2 separate regions of the Sus scrofa genome follow, and region 2 is linked to region 1. The links are chromatin contacts, called in public HiChIP or PLAC-seq maps. All regions are on one chromosome and are shown on one strand. The core of a region is the stretch at or near the end of the contact, and the rest is flanking DNA. Distances in the headings are between cores, read along the strand shown. Region 1 has its middle 47 kb from the start of PTGIS. Region 2 has its middle 58 kb from the start of SNAI1.

What was found. HiChIP or PLAC-seq counts read pairs in DNA pulled down with a chosen protein or histone mark.
Region 2: a contact with region 1 is called in an H3K27ac HiChIP or PLAC-seq map of alveolar macrophages. The contact joins two enhancer-like sites. A contact is called at or near these places in 1 of 47 Hi-C or Micro-C datasets (epiblast stem cells) and 1 of 2 datasets of contacts at active chromatin or transcription factors (alveolar macrophages).

Annotation. Positions count from the first base shown.
Region 1 is chr17:51,244,874-51,250,781 of Sscrofa11.1, forward strand. No RefSeq gene overlaps it. Among named protein-coding and RNA genes, the nearest start is that of PTGIS, 47 kb to the left of the region's middle. Within about 2 kb of position 3,113, at least 18 of the 83 cell types and tissues checked have an H3K27ac peak or open chromatin away from gene starts, as enhancers often do. A contact at or near this core is called in alveolar macrophages, where this site is marked.
Region 2 is chr17:51,601,695-51,608,024 of Sscrofa11.1, forward strand. No RefSeq gene overlaps it. Among named protein-coding and RNA genes, the nearest start is that of SNAI1, 58 kb to the left of the region's middle. Within about 2 kb of position 2,852, at least 13 of the 83 cell types and tissues checked have an H3K27ac peak or open chromatin away from gene starts, as enhancers often do. A contact at or near this core is called in alveolar macrophages, where this site is marked.

The sequences.
Region 1 (5,908 bases), core at 1,863-4,362:
TAGGCTGGGTTTGAGTCCCGGCCCGTGGGTTCGAGTCCCAGCCTGGCTTTAGGCTGGGTTTGAGTCCCGGCCCGTGGGTTCAAGTCACAGCGTCAAAAGTCAGTTCACAAATTCCAGTCTTCGCTCCTTGTGACCCTCCCACGGCCTTAGACGCCAATGTCAGCATCACCCAGGATCCCTCTGGATCCCTCATCACCACAATGGGTCCTGAATCATCCACTTGGCTGAACAAGATGCAGAGAGAACAGATGCAGCAATGACGGTGGCCAGGGGACAGGGTGGCGTCCCTTCCTGCTTCCTCAGGGCTGTTCTAACAACTGCCTCTTCTGGGCAGCCTCAGTGACTCCCTCTCCCAGGACCTCTTGTGTTAAAAAAGAGGTCCCTCGAGCCATCACCATCACACCAAGCCTATAGTTTCCTTGCTGGTTTCTCTGCCACCACATGGCTCCCCAGAGCAGCCAGAGGGAACGTTGAGAAACATGAAACCAAACATGTCGCTTGCCTGATGGGAATGTCTAGGAGCTCCTGGCTGCCTGTCCCTGAGCACCAAAGTTCTCACCATGGCCTGCAAGGCCCTGTCTTTTCCCCCTCTCTCCCCTCCAGCTGCAAAGGCCTCCCTCTACTTTCTCCAAGCCAATTCTCTCCTGCCTCAGGGCCTTTGCACTTCCTCTTTCTTCTTCCTGGAACTCTCTTTCCCTTGTTCTTTTCATAACTTCCTCTTTTTCTTCTTTTTTTTTTTTTTTTTTTTCTGGCTGCACCCAAGGTAGGCAGAAGTTCCCCAGCCAGGGATCGAACCCACAACCAAAGCAGTGACAGTAACAGAGGTTTGATGAGTAAATAAAAGAATTAAAGAGTGAGTTTGAGAAGCCAGCAAGTGAAAAGGCTCAGACTCAGAAAGCTCCACTCTCCAAATTTAGACTGAAAGTAGTTTCACTGTTTCAGGCCACTGCTCCTGGTCAGGGTTTCAAAAGTGCTCAGAGGTGGGGCTTTTGTGGTGATAGGAAAATCCGACACTTGGCAGCAGTCTGTAGGTGGTGTCTCTCGGGAAGGGATGAGTTGAATGATGACCCTCGGAGCCTCCAACTGTAAGAGCAGAGCAGGGTCCGGTGAGTGAAAACACGATCCCACGTGATTTTGACCACAGCCAGCAAGACCTGCAGCCCTGGCAGCAAAGGCTGCCGGGATTTCCAGCCGTGTTGTCCTTCTTCTGGTCTTTGCACACCTCTCAGGCCCTTTTAAAGCTCTTGGTTTGCAGGTGGGACAGGAGCAAAGCTGTGACGGCAGAGACACGGCTATATGAAGCCATGTGGCTCGCTGTCTTATGTTGTGTGTTTACCTGGAGTGGCACTGGGGGCATTGAAATTACAGAGAGAAGAGACAAAGGCACCTCCCACAGTCCTTGGTGTCCCCCCTTGATGCTACTACTGACCACTGTGACAACACCCCAGGCCTGACGTGAAGCTTCCAGTGTTTGACAGATGCCAACGCTCCCTTCAAACCAGGCCCCATGACCCCACGGTAGGGTGGCAGGAGCTGTTCCTTTAACAATCATGTGGCTGAGGAAGGATTCAGACTTCCCATCACCTGCGAATTAGCTTCCAGGGCAAACTGTTCATTTTTGCCGCTTGTGAAGTGAATTCTGCTCCCTGTTCTGGCTGAAAACGTCCCTGGGAGGATAGGAGCCAGCTCAGGACAGCACAGCTCAGCACCCTTCTCGCCCTCTTGGCCACCTAGCCCTGCCCCACTCAGCTCCCTGCTGCTGCTGCACGCAGCACCGGCCGGCACTGGCCAAGGGATCTCCAGGACAGTGCCGGGTGGCCGGGTTGTAGGAGCCAAAGGGAAAAGCGGTCCCTGTTCTGTGGGGAGGCGGATGGGGAGGAATGGGGAGAGTGAGAAGCAAATCTGCTGCTTTATTTTTCTTTTTTGGCCGCCCCAAAGCATGTGGAGCTCCTGGGCCGGGGGTCAGATTTAAGACCTAAGCGGCAGCTGCGGCAACACTGCATCCCTAACCGGCTGTGCAGGACCAGGGATGGAACCTGCGTCCCAGCACTCCCAAGACGCTGCTGGTCCCGCTGCACCACAGCGGGAACCCCTAAATCTCCTGCTCTTAGTTTTAGAAAGAAGAGGGACCAGGAAAGATGTTAGGGTGAGGGCTCCCACTTCTACAACCAGAACTCCCAGGGGCAGGCTCTTTGCTTCTCCGGGACTCCATTTCCTTAGCAGTGGTTCATGTTTTGTAAGGACGCATTGAGAAGCTAAGAAGACGGTAGCTGGGTAGGCAACCTTTCCTCTCTCTCTCATAAAAATATAAAATACAAAACAAATATTTTAACACCTGCTATCACGCCCTGCCCTGAATGGCCAGGAGAGCCCTCAAGAATTTACCAGGTAGAGGGTAAGATAGCTAATAAACCAGTGAACACACAAATGAACAAGGGGACTGAGTCATCTGGTGATGAGGTGTAAAGAAAAGTCACACAGAACTGGGACGGTCGGCTGCTGCAACCTGGGTGTTCAGGGAAGACACCCGAGGTCGAAGGAGTGCTCCCAGCAGAGGGCAGAGCCAGGGAACACACCCCGAAACTAATGTCCCCAAACAACGTCAGCTTTAAATGCACTCCAATTCTTGACTTGCTACCTTACCTAAGCAGTGCCAGACTCACATACAAAATTTAACCTTTTAAGCTGAATTCGTTGGCCAAGATGCTGGCACAAATTTTCCTGCAAAGCTAGACCGCAAGCAGTTTAGACTTTGGGGTTCATACATAGTCCCAGTCACAAGTCAACCCCTCACTTCTGCCACTTTAACTGGAAGCTGCCGGAGACAAGATGTGAACCAATGGGCATGGCTCTTTGCCAATAAAACTTTATTTACAAAAACCGGCAGCAGGCTGGCCAGAGTTTGCCAACCCTTGAGTTAGGCTAAAAATTAACAGAACCATGAATGGTGAAGGAGGATCACAGAGCAAGAAAAGAGTCCAGGAAAAAATAGAGGCAACGACATGTACTGGCCGGTTTATCAGCTTGTATCACATAATAGCAAAGCCGTAGAAGGAAGTCCAACCGCCCAACAAGAACAGACAGAGCTGCCAGGCTCTGCGGACACAAAGGAAAAGGAAGTGACAACAAAGAGTGACAGGTTACACAGAAACACGGAAAAGCAAGGCTGACAATGAAGAAAGGACACACCACAGGAAGGAGGTGCCGATTACAATATAGAATTGTACACGTTTTGATCCTGGCCCACGGCTGCAGAGAGCTACCTGCAGACTGCGTGCAGTGGTGACGGCGGGGACATGATGTTTTCGTAGCTCTCATTCTGCCTCCACAAATGATCACAAACAGAACGGAGGCAAAACTTTTTTTTTTAATTTACAAATTGATTCCACAAATATGTAATAAAGACCTACTATGTTAGGGGCTACCAAGACTTAAAGTGGGGATAATGGCCACTCCTCTTGGATGGGGTTATTATTATTATTTTTTTTTTAGTGAAAACATTTCATAGGAAAAAAATGTATCTTTTTTTTCTGACTTAAAAGCCAAAACCATCTGGAAAGCTTGTTAATTTTAAAAACCTCATGAAGACAAAAAAGAAAAGAAAACGGATGGTATGGATGGGGTTATGGAGAAGAAGGATTTTATAGTAATTTTAAAAATGTTTAAATTGTAAAATATACATACATTAAAGTTACCCTCTTGACCATTTCGCATGGACAGTTCAGTATTGTGAAATACATTCACTGTTGTGGGACCCGTCTCCAGAACTTTTCATCTTGCAGAAATGAAATTCGATTGTGATGGAACAATAACCCTTCACTTCCCCTGCCCCCCCAGTCCCTGGCAACCACCACTCTACCTCCTGTCTTTATGGATTTGACTATTCTAGGAACCTCATGTAATGGAATCAGGCAGTATTTGTCTTTTTGTGAATAGCTTACTTCACTTACCATAATATCCTCAAGGTTCTTTTTTTTTTTCCCCTGACCTACAGCAGGTAGAAGTTACCAGGTCAGGGACTGAATCTGCACCACGGCATCAACCTGAGCCACTGCAGTGACAATGCCAGATCCTTAACCTGCTGCACAAAAAGAGAACTCAAATTTCCTTTGTTTTCAGGGCCGCACCTACAGCGTACAGAGGTTCCCAGGCTAGGGGTCTAATCGGAGCTACAGCTGCCGGCCTACTCCACAACCACAGCAACATGGGATCCAAGCCATGTCTGCAACCTACACCACAGCTCAGAGCAATGCCGGATCCTTAACCCACTGAGCGAGGCCAGGGATCGAATCCGCAACCTCATGGTTCCCAGTTGGATACGTTTCCGCTGTGTCACGATGGGAACTCCTTTTTTTGAGTGGGGGGCACACCTGAGGCATATGAAATTTCCTAGGCTAGGGACTGAATTAGAGCTGCTGCTGCCAGCCTACACCATAGCCACAGCAACACCAGATCCGAGCCGCCTCTGTGACTTACACCACAGCTCATGGCAACATCAGATCCTTAACCCACTGAGTGAGGCCAGGGATTGAACCTGCATCTTCATGGATACCAGTTGTGTTCTTAACCTGCTGAGCCAAAATGTGAACTACATTCTTTTCTTTTTAAGGCTGAATAATATTCCGTTATCCCTACCACATTTTACTAATCCATTCCTCTGCTGATGGACACTTGGGCTGCAGCCCTATTTTGGCTTCTGTGAATAATGCTGCCATGAACATAAGTGTAAAATATCTCTCTGAGACTTTCCGTTCTTTTGGATATATACCCAGGAGTGGAATTGCTGGATCATGTGGTCACGCTTTAATTTTTTTTTTAGGGCCACACCCACAGCATATGGAAGTTCAGGCTAGGGGTCAAATCGGAGCTGCAGCTTCCAGCCTACACCACAGCCACAGCAAGATCCAAGCCATATCTGCGACCTTAACCACAACTTGCAGTGACACTGGATCCTTAACCCACTCGGCAAGGCCAGGGATCAAAGCCATAACCTCCCAGAGACTGGTCAGGTTCTTAACACTTTGAACCACAAGGGGAACTCCTATTTTTAATTTTTTAAAGAAAGACTGTTTTCCGCAGCATATGCACCATTTTACATTTCCACCAACCATGCACAAAAGTTGCAATTTCTCCACATCCTCATCAACACTTATTGGAGGCAAAACAGTTTAGAACTGAAATCTTAGGGGCACCCTGTCACGCCCTAACGTGACAGACTGATACGCACTACGAAATGGGGTTGGTTTGTTTTTGTCTTCTCAACTGGATTGGAGAATAAGAAGTCTTATTTTGCTCCCTGTTCAATTCCCAGTCCAGGATTGGATCACAGTAGGACCTAAGGTACTGCGTATGGGCTCAAATACTTGCCGAATGGAAGAACAAATAAACCATCTCGATTTGACAAGGAAAGAACCAGATGAGATAAGATGAAGGTCGAAAGAGCCAGAAACACACCAGCCCTTAGTGAAGTCACATTCATTTCTCGGATCCTGCTTTCCCTTTTTTTTTTTTTTTGTCTTTTGTTGTTGTTGTTATTGTTGTTGCTATTTCTTGGGCCGCTCCCGCGGCATATGGAGGTTCCCAGGCTAGGGGTTGAATCGGAGCTGTAGCCACCGGCCTACGCCAGAGCCACAGCAACGTGGGATCCGAGCCGCGTCTGCAACCTACACCACAGCTCACGGCAACGCCGGATCCTTAACCCACTGAGCAAGGGCAGGGACCGAACCCGCAACCTCATGGTTCCTAGTCGGATTCGTTAACCACTGCGCCACGACGGGAACTCCTGCTTTCCCTTTTGGAGAAGGCAGGTGACAGTACTTTCCACCCGAGATCATTGTGAAGAGTAAGTGCAAAGAGGAAGGGAGTTGCTTGGCGCAATGCCTGGCACGTACTAGGTGGTCAGCCAATG
Region 2 (6,330 bases), core at 1,602-4,101, 360 kb after region 1:
CCCCCACCCCCCCTTCAATGTCTCTGCATCCTTGGGGGAGGGGGGGGTCCCTGTTCTTATCATCTGATGAACACACTCAGCAGAAGTCCCAGGCCCTTGGGAGAGCCTGAGGCCAAAACCCTGGAGGATCACGTCCTCCTCTGAGCCTCAGTTTCCACCTCTGCCAGATGGAGTCTCTGTGGGGGTGGAATCAGAAATGCCAGCTCAGCTCTTTGGGAACCCGCTGCCCCAGGGAAGAGTCATCAAGGGCCTAACGCAGACCTAGAGTGCAATTTCCCAGATGGAGAACTGAGGTCACAGAGGTCAGAGGACTACTCATGAGAAGACCCAGCCAGCTGGGGCCTCTCTGCTGCCATTTCCTGGGAGGCAGCTATGCAGGGCCAAGAAGGCATGTTATAGTGTCAGACACTGGGTTCAAACCCCAGGCTTGCCATTCTCTGGCTGTGTGGCTTCTGACAGGTCACTCTACCTCTCTGAGGCTCAGTTTCTCTTCTGCAAAATGAGACCAAAATAATCTGATAGCAAGGCTTAATGAGCTCATTAAGCGTATAAACCACCAAAGGTAGAGCTTGGCACCCAGTAGGACTTCAATTCAGGGTAAGTTTTCTTCCCAGACTCTTGGTGGCGGTGGGGAGAGGGCTCCTCGATGGGAAGTGTCAAGACTCTGGCCAAGTCCCCTGCATCTCAGCCCTCCGTGGTGCAGCTTCTGCTCTCTGGTACCTGACTTTGCAGGCCTTTCCTGCCTCACCCCCGCCACAGTTCTCCAACCACAGCAGCCCTCTTTCTGCTTCTCCATCCTCCAAATCATTGCAGCCTCACAGCTTTGGTACCAGCAGGTCTCTCTCCCCGGATCACCTTTTCCCAATATTTTTCCTTCCTAACAGAAATTTTATTTTTAGTTTCTACCATTAGAATCTAAAACAGGACCTTGACTATTTTAGACATTTAATAAACATTTGCCCCATGCGGAAGTTCCTTTGTGATGCAGCGGATTAAGGATCTAGCATTGTTGCAGCTGTGGTGCAAGTCACAACCATGGCACAGGTTCGCTCCCTGGCCCGGGAAATTTCACATGCCGTGGGTGCAACCAAAAAAAAAAAAAAAAAAATCTGTCCCATGAATAAATGAATACATTTTGACCTTTGCTGTAATATAAAATCGTTGTGTTTTAATAGACTCTTTCAACCTGTTCACATTTATTGTCTACGGGGATATAATTGGTCTGTGTCATCCTGTATTTTGTTTTCTGTTGACTGAATGATTGAATGAATGAATGAAACAGAGTAACTAAGTTCCCAGGGTGGGCTGGAGATTGGGGCTTCTCCTCCTGCCCATCCGGGGTAGAAAGAACATGGAACTGACCCTGGATCCCTCACTTTTGCAATTATCTGTTCCACTCCTTGATCTCCAGCCAAGGGCTTACCTTCAGTCTCCCCCAGGGCTCCCTCACCCCTTCCCTCACCCCGCCCCCAACCTCCCCACCGGAAGTGCCAAGTTTATGATTCTGGGTTCTGGAACCAGATCTGCATGCTCACCCCAGATCCCCCATGAACAGGGGGCATGGTCTGGGAGTTCCCTTGTGATGCAACAGGTTAAGGATCTGGTGTTGTCACTGCCACAGCTCAGGTTGCTGCTGTGGTGTGGGTTTGATCCTTGGCCTGGGAACTTCCACATGCTTCGGAATCGGGCCCCAAAACAAACGAACAAACAACAAAACCAGGAGGCATGGTCTTGACTTAGCTCCCCAAGTCTTCATTTTCCCACTTGTCAAATAAGGGTCACAGTACTAGCTTCTGACAAGGAAGATGGTTAGAAGGATTAAATGAAAGAGCTTGGGTCAAAGGGCTTAGCACAGCGCTGGGCTGGGAGTAAGCGCTCAGTAAGCATCGGATTGTATTATTTTTGTTGCTGTACCTCAGTTTCCTTCCATTGTAAATGAGGCTGCCTGTCATTTCCTTCGAGGCATCTCAGGATCCTGCCTCGAAGTCTGGAGCTGAGAGCTGTTCCCTCCACCTTCTCATCTCCATCTCCCCCAGTCCTCGGAGAGGGTCATGTCTGAAGAGGGGGCTCACAGAGGCCTCCCCCACCACGAGGAGCTGGGGAGGGAGACAACACAAGCTGTAAACGCCATTCATTCCTTCCCTGTGGCCAGTCAGCATCATCCCATCACACAGATGAGGAAACACAGACTCACTGGCTCATTTAATCCACAGACGCTCCCTGAGCACCTACTGTGTGCAGGTTGTGTTAGGCCCTCTCCCACAGGCTCACAACCTAGCAGGGAGACAGGGAGAAAACAGCACTCCCTGCAGGATTTCAATCAAGTGTCTTGGAGTTCCCGTCTTGGCTCAGAGGTAATGCTCCCGAATGGCACGCAAGAGGATGCCAGTTTAATCCCTGGCCTCGCTCAGTGGGGTAAGGATCTGGCATTGCCATGAGCTGTGGTGTAGGTTGCAGACGCGGCTTGGATCCCTAGTTGCTGTGAGCTGGGGTGTAGGCCGGCAGTGGCAGCTCTGATTAGATAGACCCTTAGCCTGGGAACCTCCATGTGCCTTGGGAAAGAATAAACAATTAAATAAAGCACCTTGCCCAGCCCTAACAGGCTCCCAGAGAACCTTCAAGCATTCTTGATTTTGGCAGGGGGTGAGGGGATTGTTCCCATTGTGCAGAAGGGTACAGTGAGGCCAGAGGGGGATATCCCGGGCAGAGCCGCCCACTTCTGAGGGGCGTGGCAACCTTCCTGCCTTTGCAAGGCGGGTGCCCCTGCCGGGAAGGGATATTCTTCCTCTAAGTCACGGTCAGTGCTGTCGCCACAGATCTGGCCCTGTGTTCAGGGCGTCACTTCCTCAGGAGCCCTTCCGGGCTGAGAGGGCAGGGTCAGTGCCCCAGGGTTTCCTCTTGTGTAACGTGTATCCCATTCACTCCCACGTCTTTCCTCCGGGCCTCCCAAGGAGGGGCAGGCTTTGCTGCCTTACCTGGCACGTGGTCGTTGCCCAATGAGCCACGGCAGAGTCACCTCCGGTAGACACCTCCAACCCCCAGAGGCCCAGCCACCTGCTGCAGGTGCGTGACACCCAGAGCTTCTCCCCTGCCCTTTCTCCAGCTGCGGTTCTGCATTTTTCGGGACCACGATGTTGGGGAACAGCATCCTCTTTAGAACACTGGCTCCTTGGAGTTCCTGTCGCGGTCCAGTGGTTAATGAATCCAACAAGGAACCATGAGGTTGCGGGTTCGATCCTTGGCCTTGCTCAGTGGGTTAATGATCGGGTGTTGCCCTGAGCTGTGGTATAGGTCACAGATGCAGCTCGGATCCCAAGTTGCTATGGCTGTGGTGTAGGCCAGTGGCTACAGCTCCGATTAGACCCCCTAGCCTGGGAACCTCCATATGCCACGGCAAAAAGGCAAAAAGGCAAAAAAAAAAAAAAAAAAAGAACATTGGCTCCTGGAGGACAGGGATCTTCTCCTGCTTCACTCACCACTGTGTCCCTGGAGCCTAGTGCAGAGCCTGGCACACAGTAGGTGCTCAATAACTGATCCCTGGTCAGTTATTGATCAGGGATCTGTGGAAAGAAGGAAGGAAAGAAGAATGGGAGGGGTTGCAATTCATTCACCCAGTTTTTTTGTGGTTTTTTGGGGAGGGTTTTTTTTTTGTTTAGGCCATGCCTGTGGTATATGGAGGTTCCCAGGCTATGGGGTCACATCGGAGCTGCAGCTGCCAGCCAAAGCCATCAGCCACAGCAATGCCAGACCTAAGCCAAGTCTGTGACCTACACCACAGCTCACAGCAACGCCAGATCTTTAACCCACTGAGTGAAGCCAGGGATCGAACCCGCATCCTCATGGATACTAGTCTGGTTTGTTTCCGCTGAGCCGCAATGGAAACTCCCCACCCAGTTTTTCACTTGTTCGTTCATCAAGTACTTACTGAGTGCCAGCTGTAGGCTGGTTCTGGGGAGAGAGAGTGGCGACAAGCGCAGACAGATTCCTGCCCTCAAGGTGCTTTCTGGTCACGGTGAACAACTGAGGTGTCCCCTGGTGAAAAGGACATAAAGAAAGGCGGAGCCAGGAGAGGAGGGCTGGGGGGACGAGGGTCACCTGGTAGAGGCAGGGCCGGACCCTGAGCTCCCCCACCAGCCCTGGCAGATGCTGGGGCTGTCGTAACTGCGGGCAGCCTGGGTTGCCAAACGCCACCACAGCTGCGTCACTGAGAGCCTGGAGGGCCCAGAGGCTGAGGGGGGGCCAGGAGGGGCCCCCCCTCACTCGGGCTGCTTTCAGCCCCGAGTCAGACAGAGCTGGGTCAAAGTTCAGATCCGAGTCCACTGTTAGTCATTCCACGTAATGTGGTTGTGTGTGGCGACGTGCTGTTGTGGACTCAGAAAGAGAGTTGGGAAATGATGACTGAGCATCCATTTTCCCACCTTTGAGAGGGAAACGAAACCTGCAGAGACCATGGGAGACCCCCCGACCAGCCCTCGCTCTCCCTCCAACCGTGATTTCACCCTGAATTTGTCATCCATGACCTTAGGTGCGATGTCACAATGTTACTTTCCCGGGTCTACCTCTGTGTGTCCCTGGGCAAGTCGCTTACCCTCTCTGGGCCTCGGTTTTCTCATCTGTAAGGTGGGGATGGTAACAGTCCCCCCTCAGAGGACTGCTGAGAATAAAGGAGCTCATTTATGTAAAGTGCTGAGGTGAGGGCCTGGCACACAGTAAGCGCTACATAAGTGCTACCCACGATACTAATTGTCATTGAACATCCAGAAGTGGGGACAGAGAGCCATCGCTTGTGTCCAAGTCACTCAGCGTGGCGCCAGGATTCACATCAGCAGCTGGCTGTGGAGTGGGGTGGCTCAGATGCCCAGGCACGAGCTCTGGTTCATTCTGTTTCCCTTCCTGTTGGGTTCGCCTTTCACACCAGCTCTAAAAAACCAGAGTCCGTGCCTGGATTGTTCTCTGCTATCGCCCCTGCCCCCAGCCCAGGGTCTGGAAACTGAAGGATGAGTTTGTGGAATGAATGAACGGGGCTCAGTCTCCTCATCTGTGTGATGGGTCTTTCAGGCCCAAGGAATGAGAAAGTGCCTGATGTACATACAGCAAGTGCTTTATAAACTCTTCTGTATTTCCTCCTCTCCCAGTTGTACCCCCTTCTCCTTCCCCCTCCCCAGGGTTAGGCCTGGACCCCACCCACCTCAGGACAGATCCGGGCTCCCCAGTGACTCATTCGTTCGTTCATACCTTCATGCATTCAACAATTTTTTAATTTTTTAACAGCTGCACCTGCAGCATAGGGAAGTTCCCAGGTGAGGGGCTGAATCAGAGCTGAGCTGCTGGCCTACACCACAGCCACACCAGATCGGAGACGCATCTATGACCTACACTGCAGCTTGCTGCAAGGGTGGACCCTTAAACCATTGAGTGAGGCCAGGGGTCAAATCTGCCTCCTCATGGATACTAGTTGCATTCTTAACCCACTGAGCCACAAGGGAAACTCCTCAATGAATTTTTTTTTTTTTTTTTTTTTTTTTTTTTTTTGCTTTTTAGGCCTGCACCCGTGGCATATGGAGGTTCCCAGGCTCGGGGTCGAATCAGAGCAACAGCTGCTGGCCTACGCCACAGCCACAGCAACGCAGGGTCCGAGCCGCTCTGCCACCTACACCACAGCTCACGGCAATGCTGGATCCTTAACCCACTGAGTGAGGCCAGGGATCGAACCAGCAACTTCATGGTTCCTAGTTGGATTCATTTCCACTGCACCATGATGGGAACTCCTCAACAAATTTTTTTGAGCACCTACTGTTCTCCAGACTCTGCTCTAGGCTCTGAGGATGCCCAAATGAATAAAATAGGCAAAAATTTCTGTCTTCCTAGAGTTGATATTCTGTCAGGGGAGAGAGAGCCATCAGACAACAGTGTGATTCAAGCTAAGGCCCCTCTGAGAATGGACCTCCCACCAGGTCCATGTGGCGGAAGGCACATCTGGCACCAGCCCAAGATGGAATTAACCCAATGGTGCATCACCCAAGGCCTCGTCAAACCCACCAGATCCATCCAGACAGTAGAATGTTTTGGAACCTTGGGAGAGGCTGGATGATGCAGTTTCAGAGCATAGATGTGGGAGCCCAACGACCTGGGCCTGAATCTCAGCTCTGCTAGTCACCGCGGTGTGGCGCTGGGCAATTGCCTCACCACTCTGTGCCTCAGTTTCCCCATCTACAAAATGGGGGTGATAAAATAATAGACAGTCCTCAGGTAGGGTCATTTTCCCACCCTTGATTCATCAATAATCCATGAAGAGTATTTGGAACTGTGCCCAGCCCGTAGTAAGCCCTC